6 separate regions of the Sus scrofa genome follow, and all the other regions are linked to region 3. Evidence: chromatin contacts called from public Hi-C, HiChIP or PLAC-seq and promoter capture Hi-C data. All regions are on one chromosome and are shown on one strand. The core of a region is the stretch at or near the end of the contact, and the rest is flanking DNA. Distances in the headings are between cores, read along the strand shown. Region 1 holds the start of COX6A1 (cytochrome c oxidase subunit VIa polypeptide 1). Region 2 holds the start of FAM222A (protein FAM222A). Region 3 holds the start of C14H12orf43. Region 4 holds the start of ACADS (acyl-CoA dehydrogenase, C-2 to C-3 short chain). Region 5 holds the start of MLEC (malectin). Region 6 holds the start of RNF10 (RING finger protein 10).

Evidence for each region. Promoter capture Hi-C pulls out the DNA fragments that hold promoters and counts their contacts. Hi-C and Micro-C count contacts between places; a contact is called where the count stands out from the background. HiChIP or PLAC-seq counts read pairs in DNA pulled down with a chosen protein or histone mark.
Region 1: a Hi-C map of skeletal muscle shows a contact between it and region 3, with 4 times the contacts expected there. The contact joins the promoter of COX6A1 here to the promoter of C14H12orf43 in region 3. A contact is called at or near these places in 2 of 5 promoter capture datasets (fetal liver and liver) and 2 of 47 Hi-C or Micro-C datasets (heart right ventricle and skeletal muscle).
Region 2: a Hi-C map of liver shows a contact between it and region 3, with 7 times the contacts expected there. The contact joins the promoter of FAM222A here to the promoter of C14H12orf43 in region 3. A contact is called at or near these places in 5 of 47 Hi-C or Micro-C datasets (heart right ventricle, liver and skeletal muscle).
Region 4: an H3K27ac HiChIP or PLAC-seq map of alveolar macrophages shows a contact between it and region 3. The contact joins the promoter of ACADS here to the promoter of C14H12orf43 in region 3. A contact is called at or near these places in 1 of 5 promoter capture datasets (liver) and 1 of 2 datasets of contacts at active chromatin or transcription factors (alveolar macrophages).
Region 5: a contact with region 3 is called in a promoter capture Hi-C map of liver, with 3 times the contacts expected there. The contact joins the promoter of MLEC here to the promoter of C14H12orf43 in region 3. A contact is called at or near these places in 2 of 5 promoter capture datasets (fetal liver and liver) and 1 of 47 Hi-C or Micro-C datasets (heart right ventricle).
Region 6: a promoter capture Hi-C map of liver shows a contact between it and region 3, with 5 times the contacts expected there. The contact joins the promoter of RNF10 here to the promoter of C14H12orf43 in region 3. A contact is called at or near these places in 1 of 5 promoter capture datasets (liver) and 1 of 47 Hi-C or Micro-C datasets (heart right ventricle).

Annotation. Positions count from the first base shown.
Region 1 is chr14:40,407,172-40,409,871 of Sscrofa11.1, forward strand. COX6A1 (cytochrome c oxidase subunit VIa polypeptide 1) reads left to right here and starts at 1,429. Exons shown (of 3, transcript NM_001190221.1): 1 at 1,429-1,566; 2 at 1,714-1,856. The coding sequence starts at 1,464.
Region 2 is chr14:41,232,497-41,235,196 of Sscrofa11.1, forward strand. FAM222A (protein FAM222A) reads right to left here and starts at 1,363. Exons shown (of 4, transcript XM_021072447.1): 1 at 1,245-1,363; 2 at 711-837.
Region 3 is chr14:40,897,736-40,900,435 of Sscrofa11.1, forward strand. It overlaps C14H12orf43, which reads right to left and starts at 1,362. Exons shown (of 6, transcript XM_001929089.4): 1 at 1,144-1,362. The coding sequence starts at 1,270. OASL (2'-5'-oligoadenylate synthetase like) reads right to left here. Exons shown (of 5, transcript NM_001031790.1): 5 at 2,315-2,557. The coding sequence ends at 2,362.
Region 4 is chr14:40,641,606-40,644,305 of Sscrofa11.1, forward strand. ACADS (acyl-CoA dehydrogenase, C-2 to C-3 short chain) reads left to right here and starts at 1,310. Exons shown (of 10, transcript NM_213898.1): 1 at 1,310-1,359; 2 at 2,684-2,700. The coding sequence starts at 1,314.
Region 5 is chr14:40,600,600-40,603,299 of Sscrofa11.1, forward strand. It overlaps MLEC (malectin), which reads left to right and starts at 1,383. Exons shown (of 5, transcript XM_001928694.6): 1 at 1,383-1,794. The coding sequence starts at 1,569.
Region 6 is chr14:40,479,889-40,482,588 of Sscrofa11.1, forward strand. It overlaps RNF10 (RING finger protein 10), which reads left to right and starts at 1,351. Exons shown (of 17, transcript XM_013982944.2): 1 at 1,351-1,975. The coding sequence starts at 1,819. It overlaps COQ5 (2-methoxy-6-polyprenyl-1,4-benzoquinol methylase, mitochondrial), which reads right to left and starts at 698. Exons shown (of 7, transcript XM_003483435.4): 1 at 1-698.

The DNA.
Region 1 (2,700 bases), core at 179-2,678, 490 kb before region 3:
TCAAAGCATTCATTTTATCTAACTTGCTCAAGGTCATACAGGCTGTAAGGGAAAGAAACAAAACGTGAACCCAGTCTTCCAGTGCCAGAGTCCCTGTCTAATACTCTATATAGGGATTCTTAATCTGGGGCACAGGACTCTTAGAGGGGCCGTGGATGTACTTTCTAGTGCCTTCTTCTCCCAACACTGTGTGCTTAAACTCTGTGTTCTTAGAAGGAAAAGGATTCATAGCTTTCATCATAATCTTAAAAGAGCCTGTGGTCAAAAAGTTTACCTTCAGAGTTCCCGTTGTGGCACAGCAGAAACAAATCCAACTAGTAACCATGAGATGGAGGGTTCCACCCCTGGCCTCACTCAGTTGGTTAAGGATCGGGCGTCAATGTGAGCTGCGGTGCAGGTCGCAGCCGAGACTCAGATCCTGCATTGCTGTGGCTGTGGTGTAGGCTGGCAGTTGTAGCTCTGATTTGACCCCTAGCCTGGGAACCTCCATATACTGCGGTTTCGGCCCTAAAAAGCAAGCAAACAAACAAAGAAAAAGATGATCTTCACTTTATCTTATGTATCTATTTAAAATCTTTATTTGTAAAACTGCTTTTAAATGAGTAGAAGGAAGAAAAAAGAGTGGGAAAGAATTGTAGAGATCAGCTATAACAGATGACAATTTTTTCTTCCCGTTGCTATTTGTTCATTCACACACTCATTCATTCATTCAACAAACTTGTGTTGAGCACATGCTACTGGCTAGACAGGATTCCTGAGTCTGCGAATGCTGCAACGGCAAAATCTTTGTCCTCCCTAATAGAATATAAAATCTGTGATGCCGACAAAATAAAGATATGACAATTATTTTGTCCAAGTGCCCCGAAAAAAACAGGGCAGAGTCAGAGAGGATGGGGAGGAGGGGAAATGGAATTGGTTTTTTTTGGCTGCTCCGTGGCATTTGGAGTTCCCAGGCCAGAGATCAGATCCGAGCGGCAGCTGTGACCTAAGCCGCAGCTGTGGCAACGCCGGATCCTTAACCCACAATGCTCTGCCAGGGATCGAACCTGTCTCCCAGCGCTCCCAAGACGCCGCTGATCCCATTGTTCCACAGAGGGAATTCTGGAAATGGCATTTTAGATAGGGTGATTTGTGCTAGGAATCTCCAGTTACTGTGCACGGATTTCATTGAAGGGAGCGATCTAGGATGCCAGAGTGTGCCCAGCAAAGCTTTCTTTTGCTCTTGACCTCACCCGTGTGCTGATGGTGGGGAGAAACCAGATACTCTCAGGAGTACAGACTACATGCTCCCTCGAACCCCGCGGCTGGCTGCTTTCGGACAAGGACTCTGGGCTCGGAGGACAGTGCGCAGGCTCTTTGGGACTAGGCACCGCCCAATAGGAACTTCCTTTTGAGGTTGTGGTCCCGCCCCCCAGCCCTTCTTTCTGCTTCCGCTTCCGGCGCCGAAGTGATCTAGGTCGAAAATGGCGGCAGCTGCTGGGTCCAGGGTGTCTGGGCTGCTACGTCGTTCCCAGCTGCAGCTGAGGCGGCCTATGTCGAGTAGTGCCCATGGCGAGGAGGGCTCAGGTACTGGTACTGGGGTCGCGGAGCGGGCCTCAGCCCCACTCGAGCGAAGAGCGGCGGGTCTATGACCTTGGCTTGAGGCCTTGAGGGAGGGAGGTGAGACTCAGGGCGGGTCCCCTCCAGGCCTGAGTGGTCGTGCCCCCTTTGCAGCTCGCATGTGGAAGACCCTCACCTATTTCGTGGCACTCCCCGGGGTGGGAGTGAGCATGCTGAACGTCTTCCTGAAGTCGCACCACGCAGAGGAGGAGAGACCCGAGTTCGTCCCCTACCCCCATCTTCGCATCAGGTCCAAGGTACCCCTTGCAGTCTCTTCACCTCTTATTCCAAAGCCCTTAGGCCTAGTTCTTCATTCTCTAAAAGCGTGGGTGTTGGGCGTGTAGAGTTTCTCATTTAATCCTCTCAAACACATTGTCGTTTATTATTATTTTTTTCAAACAGAATTTTCTCCAGTTTTACAGAAGGATAACTTGAGACTGGGGGGGCGGGGGTTCACGGCTCAGTTTTCTTCAAGGTCATACGGTAGATGCCCTTCGGTTTTCCTTTTTCCGAGTCATCCCACCCTTTGCCTTCTGATACTGTTCTGAAACAACTGTCCGTTGTGCAAAACTTGGAGGTTTGGGAAACTCCCTTAGACTGGCAACGTCAGAAGGGGGTTCATTTCTTTTTTTTGTTTTGTTTTGTTTTGTTTGTCTTTTTGCCATCTCTTGAACCGCTCCTGCGGCATATGGAGGTTCCCGGGCTAGGGGTCTAATCGGAGGTGTAGCCGCCAGCCTACGCCAGAGCCACAGCAACGCAGGATCCGAGCCGCGTCTGCGACCTACACCACAGCTCACGGCAACGCCTGAACCTTGACCCACTGAGCAAGGGCAGGGATCGAACCCGCAACCTCATGGTTCCTAGTCGGATTCGTTAACCACTGCGCCACAACGGGAACTCCCCGGGTTCATTTCTCTAAGACCTGGGCATCTGACATTTACTAGCTGTATAAGGAAGAGACTGAGCTTCTGTTCCTCTCCTTTACGCTAGTTATCATCCCAACTGTTTCATCTTTTGGCTGTCAATGTAGGTGTAATAATGTATTTTACATTACTTGCTGTATTTTTAACAAGAGCACTGTCTTTGAGCACCACTCCCACT
Region 2 (2,700 bases), core at 113-2,612, 330 kb after region 3:
AAAGTCGCTTTCACCCCTCCACTACCCAAAGGCATCCAGCCTCATTCCAGGTTACCACCACTCTGCCCCCTCCGGCCTGGGGGAGGGGGTGTGCAGACAAGTCACGTCGCCAAGGCAACCCCAGTGACATCAGAGGTCTGGCAGTGACGTCACAGCCGTGGCCCCACTGGGGAACCCCTCTTTCCTGCGAGTTTTTGGTAGGAACGCCGGCGGTAAGGGGGACCCTGCTACTGCCTAGCCTCAGCACAATCCTCAATACAGCCACCTGCGTGGTCGGGACTCTGCAGTACCTCTCTAAGCTGATGTCCCTGGAAGATTTCAGAGGCTAGTTGGGAGAAGCCCAAGGTGTCCCATTCTGGGAGCCCCCCCAACCCCTCTAAGATGCTAGAGTTGCCAGGGAATTTTCAGATGACTGAGCTGCTACCTTTGTTGGCTTTAGAGGTGGGGTGACCTTTCCTCTCCAGCACACGCCCCACCCAGAACTCCACCGGAGTCCTCACGACGGGCCTCCAGGGTCAGCTCCGGCCGGGAGGCCGGACTAGGCAAGTTGTGTGTGGGGAGGTGGGGGCGGGGGGGAGGGTAAGACAAGGGGCATCGCTGCTTCAGGATCCCCAACAGCCCAGGGCCTCTTTTTTTCAATCCGGCTGCCCCGACGCCAGCCCAGCGGGTGCCCCCAGCTCTGCCCCGGAACCCTGCCCCGCGGAACTCACCGAATCAGCCAGGCCGTCGAAGGACACCAGGTCTCAGCGGCCACAACTCTCCTCTCGCCGGGTCGCAGCCATGCAGAGGTGGCAAAGGCTGCCTGAGGAATCCCCCCTTGGGGGCCGATGCCTCCCTCTAGGTGGGAAAGAACGCTGTCGGTGAGGTCGATCCAGGCGCCGGCTCGCGCCGTCCGAAGTCGAGGGTGGGGATTCTCTCGGCTCAGTGGGGGTCGCGCCCGCCCGCGACCCGGGCCGCGCGGGCGCTCAGGCAGCGCATCCTCCCCGGGGCCTGTGCTCACCGCGTCCGGCGGGCGGCGCTGTGCCTCCCCTCCGGGTCCAGCTTAGGGCTGCAGCTCCGCCCGGCGCCGCTCCCCCGGGCGCCCTCTCCGCCCGCACCAGGAGCCCGGCGGCCGCGGCCCCTCTCGCCGGCCCCAGCTGCAGCCTGTCTTTGTTGCTTCCTCTCGCTCGACCGCCTGCCGGTGGGTTGCAGCCCCCAGGTTCGCCTGGGGTGGGGGGGGTCGTCTCCTCTGAGGTTGAACGCACCTGCAGCGGCCCGGCTCCTCGCTGGGCATGCACCGGCCCCCGCAGGTTGCAAAGAACGGCGGCGAGAATGCACCAGCCCCTCCTCCTCCTGCTCGGAGCCCCGGGTGTTGGGGGAGGGGAAGCCGGAGAGCAGCGGCAAGCCGCTGTGGTGGCAGCGGGCGGTGGAGGCTCGGGTGCAGCCCCGGGGGCCTCGGCGCCGAGAAATAACCAGTCCAGGTGGCGCAGGGTGGATGTGGAGACGGCCCGGAGGATGGTGCACTGGGCGTGCGAGCTCCGGAGCTGCAGCAGGGACGGCTCGCGCTGGGCTCTCACGCGCCCCTGGCCCCGGGCGGCGCGCGGGGGCTCCCGGGGCCTCAGCCTCTCACCGCCTGACGCACGCCAGCGCCTCGTCTCGCTTCGTGCCCAGGTGCCGCGCGCCGCGCCCTACAGGCGGCGTACCCGGCTCTTCGCCTCCCCCGGGCGCCGCGCAGAGCCTCTTCGCGGAGTCACCAGCCCGGCTGTCCCGCCCGCTGCTCCGCTCCGGCCCGACTGACAGGCTCTAACGCCGGCAGCGGCAGCCGCGTCTCGCCCCCTGCCCGCCCCCTAAGGTCTGGCCCAATCAGCGGCGGCCAAGAGGCGGTTACCAGGGTGACGCGGAGCCGCGTCCTGCGGGGGGCGGGGCCGGGGGCCGCCACGCGCGCTTTTCGCGGCAAAATTCAAAGGCCGGCAGGGCGGCTCTCCAACCTCCTCCCCCAAGCCGGGGCGAGGCGGGGTCTGCGTCTCAAGGACTACAACTCCCGTCATGCAGCGCACCGGCGCCGATCGTAGGATCCCCGACTGGGGCCAGAGGGCATGCTGGTATTTGTAGTTCCTTTTTTCGGGAAACAGGAGTGAAAACCCAGTACCATTTTATTGAGCACATATTTGGTAGCACAAGCTAGGTGCACTGTCTGCATTGTTTCACTTCATTTTGGAAACGCTCAATGAGGAATTTGTTAAAAATAATAAAGATGATAAAAGACACTAGCACTAGTGTAACTGAGTACTTTTCTTAATCCTTATACACAATCCTGTGAGGTAGGTATTATCACCCCCATTTTACAGATGAGGAAACTGATGTAGCAGGTACTATCATTATACTCCCACCTTACAGAGGAAATTGAGGCTAAGAGAGGTGAAGCGACACTCCAGAGTGTTTTACTCCAATTCATATTGTTGGCAGTGGTGGATTTTTGCCATCACAGTTGAGATCTGTGGAGCCCTTACTATGTATTACCAGGCATAGTGCTGAGCTCTTTGTAAGATCTATCTCACAGAATCCTCACCACACACGTGGTAGATAGGAACCGGTATTCTTCTTCCTCCACCGACTGGGAAACTGAAGCACAGAACCACCTGGGCCCAAATTTTGATTCCATAAAATGACACTGCACCTTGCCTTTTACTTTCTAAGCAGCTTCACAGGTTCTCATTTGTT
Region 3 (2,700 bases), core at 112-2,611:
GGACAGGTAGGCAGGAAAAGGATTACCAAAGGGCCTGTAAGTCCTTTAAAAAAAAAAAAAAAAAAAAAAAAAAAAAAAAAAAAACAGGGATTCTTAACCTTGCTTTGCCATGGTCTGCTCTGGCAGTCTGGTAAAGCCTGGATCCCTTCTCAGAGCAATAGTTTAGATGCAAAAAAATATAACACATAGGATTACAAAGAAGACCAGTGATATGAACTTCACTTATTGTTAATAGAAAAACACCAAGTTTGTGTTATTGTTAATATATATACTTCTTCATTAATGCATTAAATAAGATCTACTAATGGGTATACAAATTACCATAATTTTATTTTATTTTATTGGCCAGGCCTGCAGCATGTGGAAATTCCCAGGCCAAGAACTGAACCTGTGTCACAGAAGCGACCCAAGCCGCTGCAACAATTCCAGATCCTTGTGCCCACTGCGCCAATAAGAGAACTAAGAAATTACAGAGATGCGTGTAAATGATTTTTTTCAACATTTTATTGTGAATAAAATATTTTGATATATCTGCAAAGGCTGAAACGAGATATGAAAACCTGTAGCTTTTGTAAGTAACAGGTATTGCCAAAACTACTGTGGCTTGTTGTTCACATGCATGATGAAAACAGATGCTAAATTTCAGAGATTAATAAGAGTATAAATGAAATATTTTTCCCTTTCAGATTCACTGACCCTCTGAATTCTGACCATAATTTGGGTACCCTTATGTTAAAAGGCGTTGGATTTATTCCCAGGGCACTAGGAAGTCAGGATCAGAGATACATGTTGGGTACAGTTCGCTGGCAGCCCCAGGGTATGAGAATGTGTTGGTAGCGGGAAAAGACTGAATGTGAGAAGGGGATTGTTGCAGTCATCTGGGAGAGGGAGAGGGCTGCCCAGTGCGTCACAGTTAGGACGGACCCCAAGGAAGCAGAGTCAAGAGACATCCTGGTGCCTTGGTTTCCCTGAATGGGATAATGGAACGATTCTCCCTGCTGTACTTGTCCGCGCTTTAAATCTGAACCCCTGACCCCAGAGACTTCTCAGGGAAAGAAGTCGAGTCCCTCCTCACCATCCATTCTCTCAGGCCGCAGAAGATCCTATGCCCTTCGGCCAGATTCCCCGAATATAGTCCCCTACCGGCTTTTGGCTTCTCCAGGCCTCTCGGGCGCTGCTCCAAACCCCAGGCCGGCATTGCCGCCTCTCGGCACCGCTCCAGCTCCTCTGCATCGCTGCTACTGCTGCTACTACTCTCCAAGTAGCTCATGGAACCACTGGGCGCCGCCACCTTGTGTCACCGCAAAGGATTGTGGGGAGCGCCTCCTGGAGCGATCCTTCTCCATGACCCCACAAAGAGCGAAGGGGAGCGCAGGGCATTGTGGGTATTGTAGTTCTCAAACTTACGTCGCCGTTGGCCTTGTACTATCCTAAGGTTTTCCTCAAACGTGAGAGCTGGAAGTGCCTGAGAAATCAACTAATGCATCCTTTTCTTTTGTCTTTTTGCTATTTCTTGGGCCGCTCCGGCGGCATATGGAGGTTCCCAGGCTAGGGGTCTAATCGGAGCTGTGGCCGCCAGCCTACACCAGAGCCACAGCAACGCAGGATCCGAGCCCCATCTGCAACCTACACCACAGCTCACGGCAACGCCTGGATCATTAACCCACTGAGCAAGGGCAGGGACCAAACCCGCAACCTCATGGTTCCTAGTCGGATTCGTTAACCACTGCGCCACGATGGGAACTCCCGCATCCTTTTCTTGATGAGGAAAATGAGACCTAACTTTTAATAGGTTGATTGGAGTAAATCTGATTACATAACGTCCTTTGATAATAATGATACTATTACTTTCCTTAAGTTCTTGGACCATTAGATACTCTTTGTGCATATGTTTTGGGAGTTGAGGGGATTTTTAACACTGCGTCATCCTTGCTCTCCCAGACTTAGCCTATCTTCTCAGTTTCCCCACAGTCCTCACTTTTCAGCGTTGAGAAGCGCAAATGAAATGATTTTTTTTGGGGGGGGGGGTCTTTTTAGGGCTAAAACTGCAGCATATGGAGGTTCCCAGGCTAAGAGTGGAATCCACAGCAACGAGGGCTCTGAGCCGAGTCTTCAACCTACACTACAGCTCATGGCAATTACAGGATCCTTATACCCACTGAGCGAGGCGAGGGATTGAATCTGTGGCCTCATGGATACCAGTCAGATTCGTTTCCTCTGAGCCATGACAGATACTCCAAGAGGCTCAAATGATTAAGCAATAATCTCTAGGACAGCATTGGCGCCCGTGGAAAGAAACAAAGACCACCCAAAAGAGAATGAACAAAGATTATTTATTCCTGAATTGTTATTGCCAGGGAATCAGTCACAGCCTTTGGCTGAGACTCTGAAGCAAGCAGTGTAGTGGGAAGGCTTTATATACCACGGGGGGACTGGGCTCTTGTTGTTATGGCAACAGCACTGTTTCAGGCACTGTCTGGCCCTCTGACTGACTATGTCCCATCTGTAGCCATAGGCCACATTGTAGGTGGGGTCAGCCGGATCCAGGATGATAGGCCTGCAACACAGAGAGAGGGTGCTCAGGTTCTTTCTTGTTTGGAGGCCTACAAGCCAGAAAAAAATATTCCCGGCAATCTTCTGAGCATCTGGAATGTCCAGAGCCCGGGAGGCCTCCAAACATTGCCGGAGAGTTAGAGAATG
Region 4 (2,700 bases), core at 60-2,559, 260 kb before region 3:
AGGACAGGGAAGCAGCAGTGCCACCCTACCTTCATGCCCTTTGAGGGAAAGAAATCTTCCTCCCAGCAACCCAACTCCCTTGCAACCTCTTGGCACAAGAATAGGCGGGGATTTGATAAGATTTCGGGTGCTACCTACCAGGAATAAATACAATAATGGGATGGAGAGTGTGTGGGAGGAAACACTGGCATCCCGAAGTCAGGGGAGGTCTCAGTGAGTGATGAAGGGAAGGAGCGCTCTAGCTGAGGGAAGGATGACTGCAAAAGGCCAGAGGCAGGAACCTGACAGAGGTGCTGGAGCTGCCCCATGAGTAGGCTCAATAGTACCTGCAGCTGTCCTGCTAAAACTGGGAGGCTACTACATACTGCAGGTAACCACCATTCTTAACCCACTAACAAACTTTATAGCCTACCTTTTTTTTTTTTTTTTTATTGTCTTTTTGCCATTTCTTGGGCCACTCCTGCGGCATATGGAGGTCCCAGGCTAGGGGTCTAATCGGAGCTGTAGCCGCCAGCCTATGCCAGAGCCACAGCAACACAGGATCTGAGCTGCGTCTGCAACCTATACCACAGCTCATGGCAATCCCAGATCCTTAACCCACTGAGCAAGACCAGGGATCGAACCTGCAACCTCATGGTTCCTAGTCGGATTCGTTAATCACTGTGCCACGATGGGAACTCCAGCCTACCATTTTTAATACTCTCCCTTTGAGGCATAATCATAACCAGCTCAACCTGCTTACACCAAACCGACTTGAAATCCCTAGTCGCTTTCTCATCAGTTAAGTCATATAGCACTTGTAATTGCAGCAATCCTAATCCAAACCCCATGAAGCTTTATAGGAGCAACAGCTCTAATAACTGGCCACGGCTTAACATCCTCTATGATATTCTGCCTCGCAAACACTAACTATGAACGCCTACATAGCCGAACCATAATGCTAGCCTGGGGCTTTACAGACATTTTTACTGCGTGAGGTTGGAGCAAGGATAGCAAGTGCGTGGTGGGCGCGGAGTCGGGGAAGTAGAGGGCATAGGCCCCAGAGGGCATCTCACTCAGCTAAACTGGATTTTAGGAGAGATCAGCCCACCCTCGAAGAGTTTAAAAATCCTGAGTGCACTCCGAAAGCGGGACAGTTAAATTTTAGCTCCTGGGAGGGAGGCGGGACTCGGGAGGACCCGCCCCCGATGCCTGAGGGGCGTGGCCTTTGGCTCGCGCCGGCCCCGCCCCCCGCGACCCGGAACCTTGCTCACTGTTGAGAGGTCTCCGGGTAGCAGTGCAGTATTGTCACCTGACTCCGGTCTCAGTCCTTCATGGCTGCCGCGCTGCTCGCCCGAGCCTGCGGCCCTGTCCGCGGAGGTGAGTGCAATCCGCCTCCACACAGTGGGGAGGGACCGCGACCCTGTCCGCCGTCGGGCTTGCGTCCCGGCGATCTGTTCTCCCCTGCGGCCTGCGGGTGATTCTCCTCTGGTTGCGCGCGGCCTTTGCCCCAGTTAGGCTGCTCCTCGCGCCTGCGTAACCTCACCCCTTCTCTGACCGCTATCCCAATTCCCACCGCTGCATCCACATCCCCTTTCCCTCGTTGACCCTCCGCGGAGCTTGAAGGTGCGCCCTTCTTTAGAAGCCAGGCCTGGAATTGAACCCAGACTCTGAATATGTGACCTTTGGCAGACGCTCAGCCCCTGTCAGCCTCAGCTGCCCCATGTCTAAAATGGCCAGTGTATTACTGTTATTCTCATAGGGCTGTTATAAGGATTAAATCCCAGAGTAGGTAAAACACTAGTACAGTGCTGGCATATTACAGGTGCTCAGTAAGTATTAGCGCTCGTTGATGATTTCATGCAGTACCTTTCCCATATTTTCATTTCTCTCCAGCAGTGGCAGCAGTGACACTTGTGGCCAGGGCTTCCTTAGCCTGGTCAAGACCCACTTACCCCAAATACAAACAATAAAGGGAACCCTCATTGAGAGCTGTCTCTGCCAGAGCCTGTGCTGAGTGCTATAGTTAGTGACTCTTTGCCCTCCCAGCCCAGGAGCTGAATGCTGTTTTCTTCTGCATTTTAGAAAAACCCAGGCTCAGTGAGGTTAAGATCCTTGCCTCAGGTCACAGAGCTGTGCTCTTATTATTGGTGTTGTATTGACAACTGAGTCGGATGGTTGTACAAAGTGTTTAGTAAGCAGAGTAAACATTCAGTTCATTTCTCAACAGCAGTGCTATTGATATTTGGAGCCCATAATTCTTTGTTGTAGTATCTGTCCTGTACAGTGTTAAGCAGTGTTTCTGGCCTCTAGACACTCCATACCAATAGCATTCTACTCTGCTATTGGGGGAGAATATCGTCTGTGTTGGAGAACCACCCAGTTAGTGGATCCTTATTATTATTTGTGTTTTTAGAGCCACACTTGTGGCACATGGAAGTTCCCAGGCTAGGAGTCAAATTGGAGCTGCAGCTGCTGGCCACAGCCACAGCCACAGCAACGGGGGATCTGAGCCTTCTCTGCGACCTACACCTCAGCTCATGGCAACACCGGAACCTTAACCCACTGAGTGAGGCCAGGGATCGAACCCGGATTCTCATGGACACTAGTCAGAGGATCCACAGTGGGAACTCTTGTTATTATTATTATTACACAAGACCTCTTGGGTCCCCCTTCCACTGACTCCTGTTCTTCTCACTGGCAGCTCTCTGGCCTCGGGAC
Region 5 (2,700 bases), core at 133-2,632, 300 kb before region 3:
CTAGTCAGATTTATTTCCTCTGAGCCAGGATGGAACTCTTTTTTTCTTTTTAGGGCAGTACCTGTGGCACATGGAAGTTCGCTGCCATATGTGCCCCAAAGCATGCTTGATCCTTAACCCAAGGAGCAAGACCAGGGATCCAACTGCATCCTCGTGGATACTACTGTTAGGTTCTTAACCCGCTGAGCCACACCGGAAACTCCCGGGGCTGTGATTCTCATTTTGGACCCTGGGTGTGATTTCGTTCGTCGTTGCACAAAACAAATTGCCTGGCAGGTAGTAGGCAGGGTTGTCAGATAAAAAGCAAAAAAACTCTGTTAAGTTTGAATTTAGGCAAACAATAAATTATTTTTAGCTTAAGTATGTTCCACTTATTTGAAATTCAAATTTAACTGGGCTTCCTGTGTTTTATCTGCTAAATCTAGCAGAAGGGTCTCGATAAATATTTGTGGAACAAACGGGATTTTGCTTTGGCTCCGCCCTAAACTTGCGATGTGATCCCTTGGGCAATACTCGGCTCCTGAGACACAGTTCATCCGAGAGGTGGGAGTTCTGGCAGCGACCACGGCAAAGGGATCGCGAAGGGAGGAGAGCGCTGGATAAACTGCCAGAGCAGGGTGGGACCAGTGATCAAGCCTTTGCTGAACCTCCAGCTAGAGAAGCGCCCTCCGGTCCCTTTGCCTGGGCCGGGAAAGCCCCAGCCCCGCCCCTTCACAGCTGTCGCCATGGAAACCCGGGTAGCCTGGAGCCCCGCCCCCAAAAGCCACGCGTTTCCGCTGCGTTGGAGGCTTCTGATTGGACGGCTATCTGGACGCTACCACCAGCCCCGAATCCTCTTAGGGGTGGGGGCGGGATCTCGTCCTCGTGGGACCCTTTCCCTGAAAAACCTGTGCTTGTGGCCTTTCTGGGGGAGGACGGGTTTTATGCCTCACTCAGCGAAAAAGACTAAGTCTCAGGTCGGAAGATGTCCACTGCTCTTCCTAGAGCTTATGTTTATGCCCAGAGAAAGAGGGGGCGGGAAAGTCAGTAACGCCCCCTCAGGAACCTATTCAGTCCCCCAAATCTGGAGCACCGGAAGTGCTGGCGACGTGTCAGTGCGCCCTACCCTAAACCTTCCCCCCAGTCCACCTTTCTTATTCAGCTGCGGAATTCCGGGGCCGCCTGGGCGCTGCACCCTACCACTTCCGCACTGAACCGCCGCTTCAACCGAACTCCCAACCTCTGCGCGCGCTCCCTCTCGTGCCTGATGGTTGGGCTGGCGCCTGGGAGTAGCCACGCCCCTTCTCGCGTGTGGCAGCCAATGGGAGGATGCCTCCCGGCGGGGTGGTGGATAATTAATGAGGGCTGGGCGCTGATTGGATGCAGGGTCGTGGCCGGGGGCTGGGCGCTGGGGTAGGTTGTTCCCAAGGTGGGAGGCGGCACCGTGGCTGAGAAAGAGGCCTGAGAGCGACATGTCCCCAGCAGCTGAGGCACAGCGGCCCGTGGCGCTGTTTTTCTGAGTCCGGGGCGGCCTGGCGGCCGGCTGAGAACTAGGCTCGGCGGAGGCTGCCCCCGCTGTGGTGGCCGCCATGCTGGGCGCCCGGGCGGTTGAGGGAGCCGCTGTGGCGTTCCTGCGACTGCTGCTCCTCCTGCTGCTGCCGGCGCTCCGGGAGCCGGGGTTCGGCGTGGTTGGCTTGGCGGGGGCCGGGCTGCCCGAGAGCGTGATTTGGGCCGTTAACGCGGGCGGGGAGGCGCATGTGGACGTGCACGGGATCCACTTCCGCAAGGACCCTCTGGAAGGCCGGGTGGGCCGAGGTGAGAGCCCCTCGGTAGAGTCTCTGGATCCTGGGCCTGCGTTGCCGGGCGCAGCACGCCGAGGGCTGCGGGCCCCAAGCCCAAGCCACGTCTCTGGAGTGAAGTTTCTCTCTACTGTTTCCTCGGTGACCCGATAAGAGCCCAGAGCTTGGTGCTGATTTGAAGCTACCAAGAGCCTTAGAGTCAGAGTTGGCGAGAAGTTATATTTGGACCTCGCACTCTGCATTTTCGTAACCTCTCACCTCCACGGGAGCTGGGAAAGTAAAGACGAGGGCGGCCTATTGCCACCTCGAGGCCTCACAGGTTTTTCGGTTATCGGTGTCTCTCTCCTGGTGGTTTTGCTCTCCTTTCAAGTCAGTTTCTGGTAGATTCCTGCCGACCCAGAAATCGGCCACTTTTCTTATCTCTTGTGCAGGAGCTGGGCTTGATTCTTAGCCAGAAAAAAAAGGAATTTTGAAGAGGATAGGCCAGGAAAGTTTTGATTGTAGCCTCCTCCCCCACCCCCCTTTGGAGCGAGGAGGGTGTGTGTGCTTAAAAGTAGAAGCTGCAGGCCCTCCCTAGAGGGTGGTTATATTGAAACCTTACTGCGCAGGAGGCTGGTGGTGTTTCAACTGGGTCAGTCAGTGTAAGATCCGAATATTCTATCCGCCAGTGCAGAGAACCTACCCTCAGTGGTCTTGAGAGGTGTGATTCCATCTTATGGGGAAAATGATTTGATTTAATTGATAGAACAGCAGTCATTTTTACAGAGCCGAACAGTTCTCAAAGTCAGTGTAAGAACTGCCAGGAGAGCGGGTGAAAAATGAAAATTTTAGACCTGTAGATTAAACCCAGGTTTCTGCACCAGGGCCTTATGATGTAGGTCATGCCAGACGACTCTGGGAATATCTGCTCTGGACTCTCTGT
Region 6 (2,700 bases), core at 101-2,600, 420 kb before region 3:
TCTCTCTCTTTTTTTGCTGCCCTTCAGCTTATGGAGGTCCTGGGCGAGGGATCAGACACAGTTTTGTTTTGTTTTTTTAATAATGATTTTTATTTTTTCCATTATAGCTGGTTTACAGTGTTCTGTCAGTTTTCTACCGTTCAGCAAGGTGACCAAGTTACACATACCTATATACATTCTTTTTTCTCACATTATCTTGCTCCATCATAAGTGAGTAGATTTTTTTTTTTTTTTCCAGTGCTGCACATGCATATGGAAGTTCCCAGACTAGGGGTCCAATCTGAGCTGCAGCTGCCGGCCTACCCACTGTCACAGCAATGTGGGATCCCAGCTGGGTCTGTGACCTACACCACAGCTCACGGCCACCCCAGAATCTTAACCTACTGATCCAGGCCAGAGATCCAACCTGCATCCTCATGGATACTCGTCAGGTTCCTTTCACTGAGCCACAGCGGGAACTCCCACAGTCTTCCATTAATGTATTTTGGAATTCCTTGTTCTCAGCACAGTGTCTGGCATATAATATGTTTCTAACTGGCTAAGGTTAGCCTTATTTATTGTTATACTTATGAGAATATTTGTACATCTTTTTTACGGTGTGTTTCTTTGATCCTTTGACTTTCAAGCTACCACGGTTGTTTTCAAAGTACAGACGGGTATCTAAAATACATAAAATGATTTCTAAAATAAATATGTGATTTTCTAAGCTTCAAGTGTCCATATCTGTAAAATGGAGAACTGCTTATTTGGGGGGTTGACCCCTGGCCCCAGGAACTTCCGCATGCCCCAGGTGTGGCTAAAGAAAATTTTTTTGTTGTTAATGTGAGGATAAATAAACTGCACAGAGCAGTGTCTGCTAATGGTAAGCACTCAAGTATATCTATAATTATTACCAGTTATTACCAATAAAGTGAAATATTAACAATGATTTATATTAATAAAAGACAACAATGAAATTAAGTAATTGTATGAGGAAGTGCTGTGGAGTGATATTAAATGTAATGTATTGTCATTATTGTCACTATTATCATTATCAGGAGATTGAATAAGCCATAAATAAATTGATATTAAATCTAGAATAAGAACTATGAATTAACAATTATTCAATAAAGGAGTTCCACAGGTATTCAATGTTTGGATGAATTTTTAGTGTATATTATTGTTATGCATATTAGTGTACTAAGACTAAAACCTGGACTGCAAGTCCCATCATTCTTTAAGACCGCTCACATTTTGCTGAGAAAAAAGGAACAAACAACAAAAAAAGACACTGTACCCGGATGTAGGAAGAAAACTACATTTCCCAGTATGCCTCACTCCCACAGAGCCACTATATATACACTCCATCCGGGTTCTTCGAGATGCTGTTTGGCGACTCGTCGCCATTCCCGGAGCAGCTCGGCCTCGGCCCAGAGGCGAGTGTCGATCGCTGTGTCGGAGACACCTGTCCCCGGCACCAAGACAGCCAGCCCTCTCCCCTGCCTCGCGGCGGGAGAGCGTGTCCGGCCGGCCGGCGGGGCTCGCGCACCTTCCCTCGCCTCCCCTTCCCCTGCAGCCTCCGCCCCGCCAGGCCCGGCCCGGACCTCCGAGCCCCGGCCTCCTCCTCCTTCTCAGTCACCGCCGCCGCCGGGCTCAACAGCCCCGCCCGCCGCTTCTCCTTCCAGTTTGAGAAGCCAAGGAAGGAAACAGGGAAAAATGTCGCCATGAAGGCCGAGAACCGCTGCCGCCGCCGACCCCCGCCGGCCCTGAACGCCATGAGCCTGGGTCTCCGCCGCGCCCGCTTCGCTCCGACCGCCGCCGCCGCCAAGGCCCCTGTTGATGCCGCAGAGCTCCCCCAACGCCGCCGCCACCGCCTCCGACATGGACAAGAACAGCGGCTCCAGCAGCTCCTCCACCTCTTCGGGCAGCAGCAAAGGGCAACAGCCGCCCCGCTCCGCCTCGGCGGGGCCGGCCGGCGAGTCTAAACCCAAGAGCGGTAAGGGCGGGCTCCCACGGCGGTGGGCGGGGGGGCAACTGCCCCTAAATACTGGGGAGGATTCTCTCTCGAATGTCTCCTGGGTCACCCAGGGACAGGGCTCCGCTTTCTACTCTCGTTCTTGTTTTTTCCTTCTTTTCCGTGGCTTCCATTGCTTCTAGTTAACATTTAATGAGTACTGTGCTGCGTGGTTTACGTAAATCTTTGCATTAATGCTCGAAACCGCTCGGGGAAGTGGGTACTATTCTTAACCACATTTTGCGGACGAGGAAACTGAGGTTCATAAAAGGTAAGGTTACCCAGCTAGTAGGTGCTTAGCAGCAGGCCTGAAGACCTGGTTTGTCTGACGCATCTAAAACCTGGTTTGTCAGTGCACGCATCTAAAACCACTAAATTGATCTACCCTTCAATGTTATTAGCATTGGGTAGTGTTCAAGTTTAAACAGGGGAGGGTGGGGCCAAAGGATATGTCAACTCAAATCTCCTATTGAATTACCTGGTTCCGGATCTCCCCAGATGAAGAGGACTTGTCTTTGAATGGCTTCGTTTACTATGGAGTAACGGTTAAGAGCGCAGGCTTTGGACTCAGTCGTCTTAGGTTTGCCAGACCTTGAGTGAGTGTCTCTATTTCTTTACCTATAAGGGTGGAGATAATGAGAATTAAATTAACTTAGAAACCAGTTGAACTAAGGACTTAGGAGATTCTCTGACACCTTTTATGCACC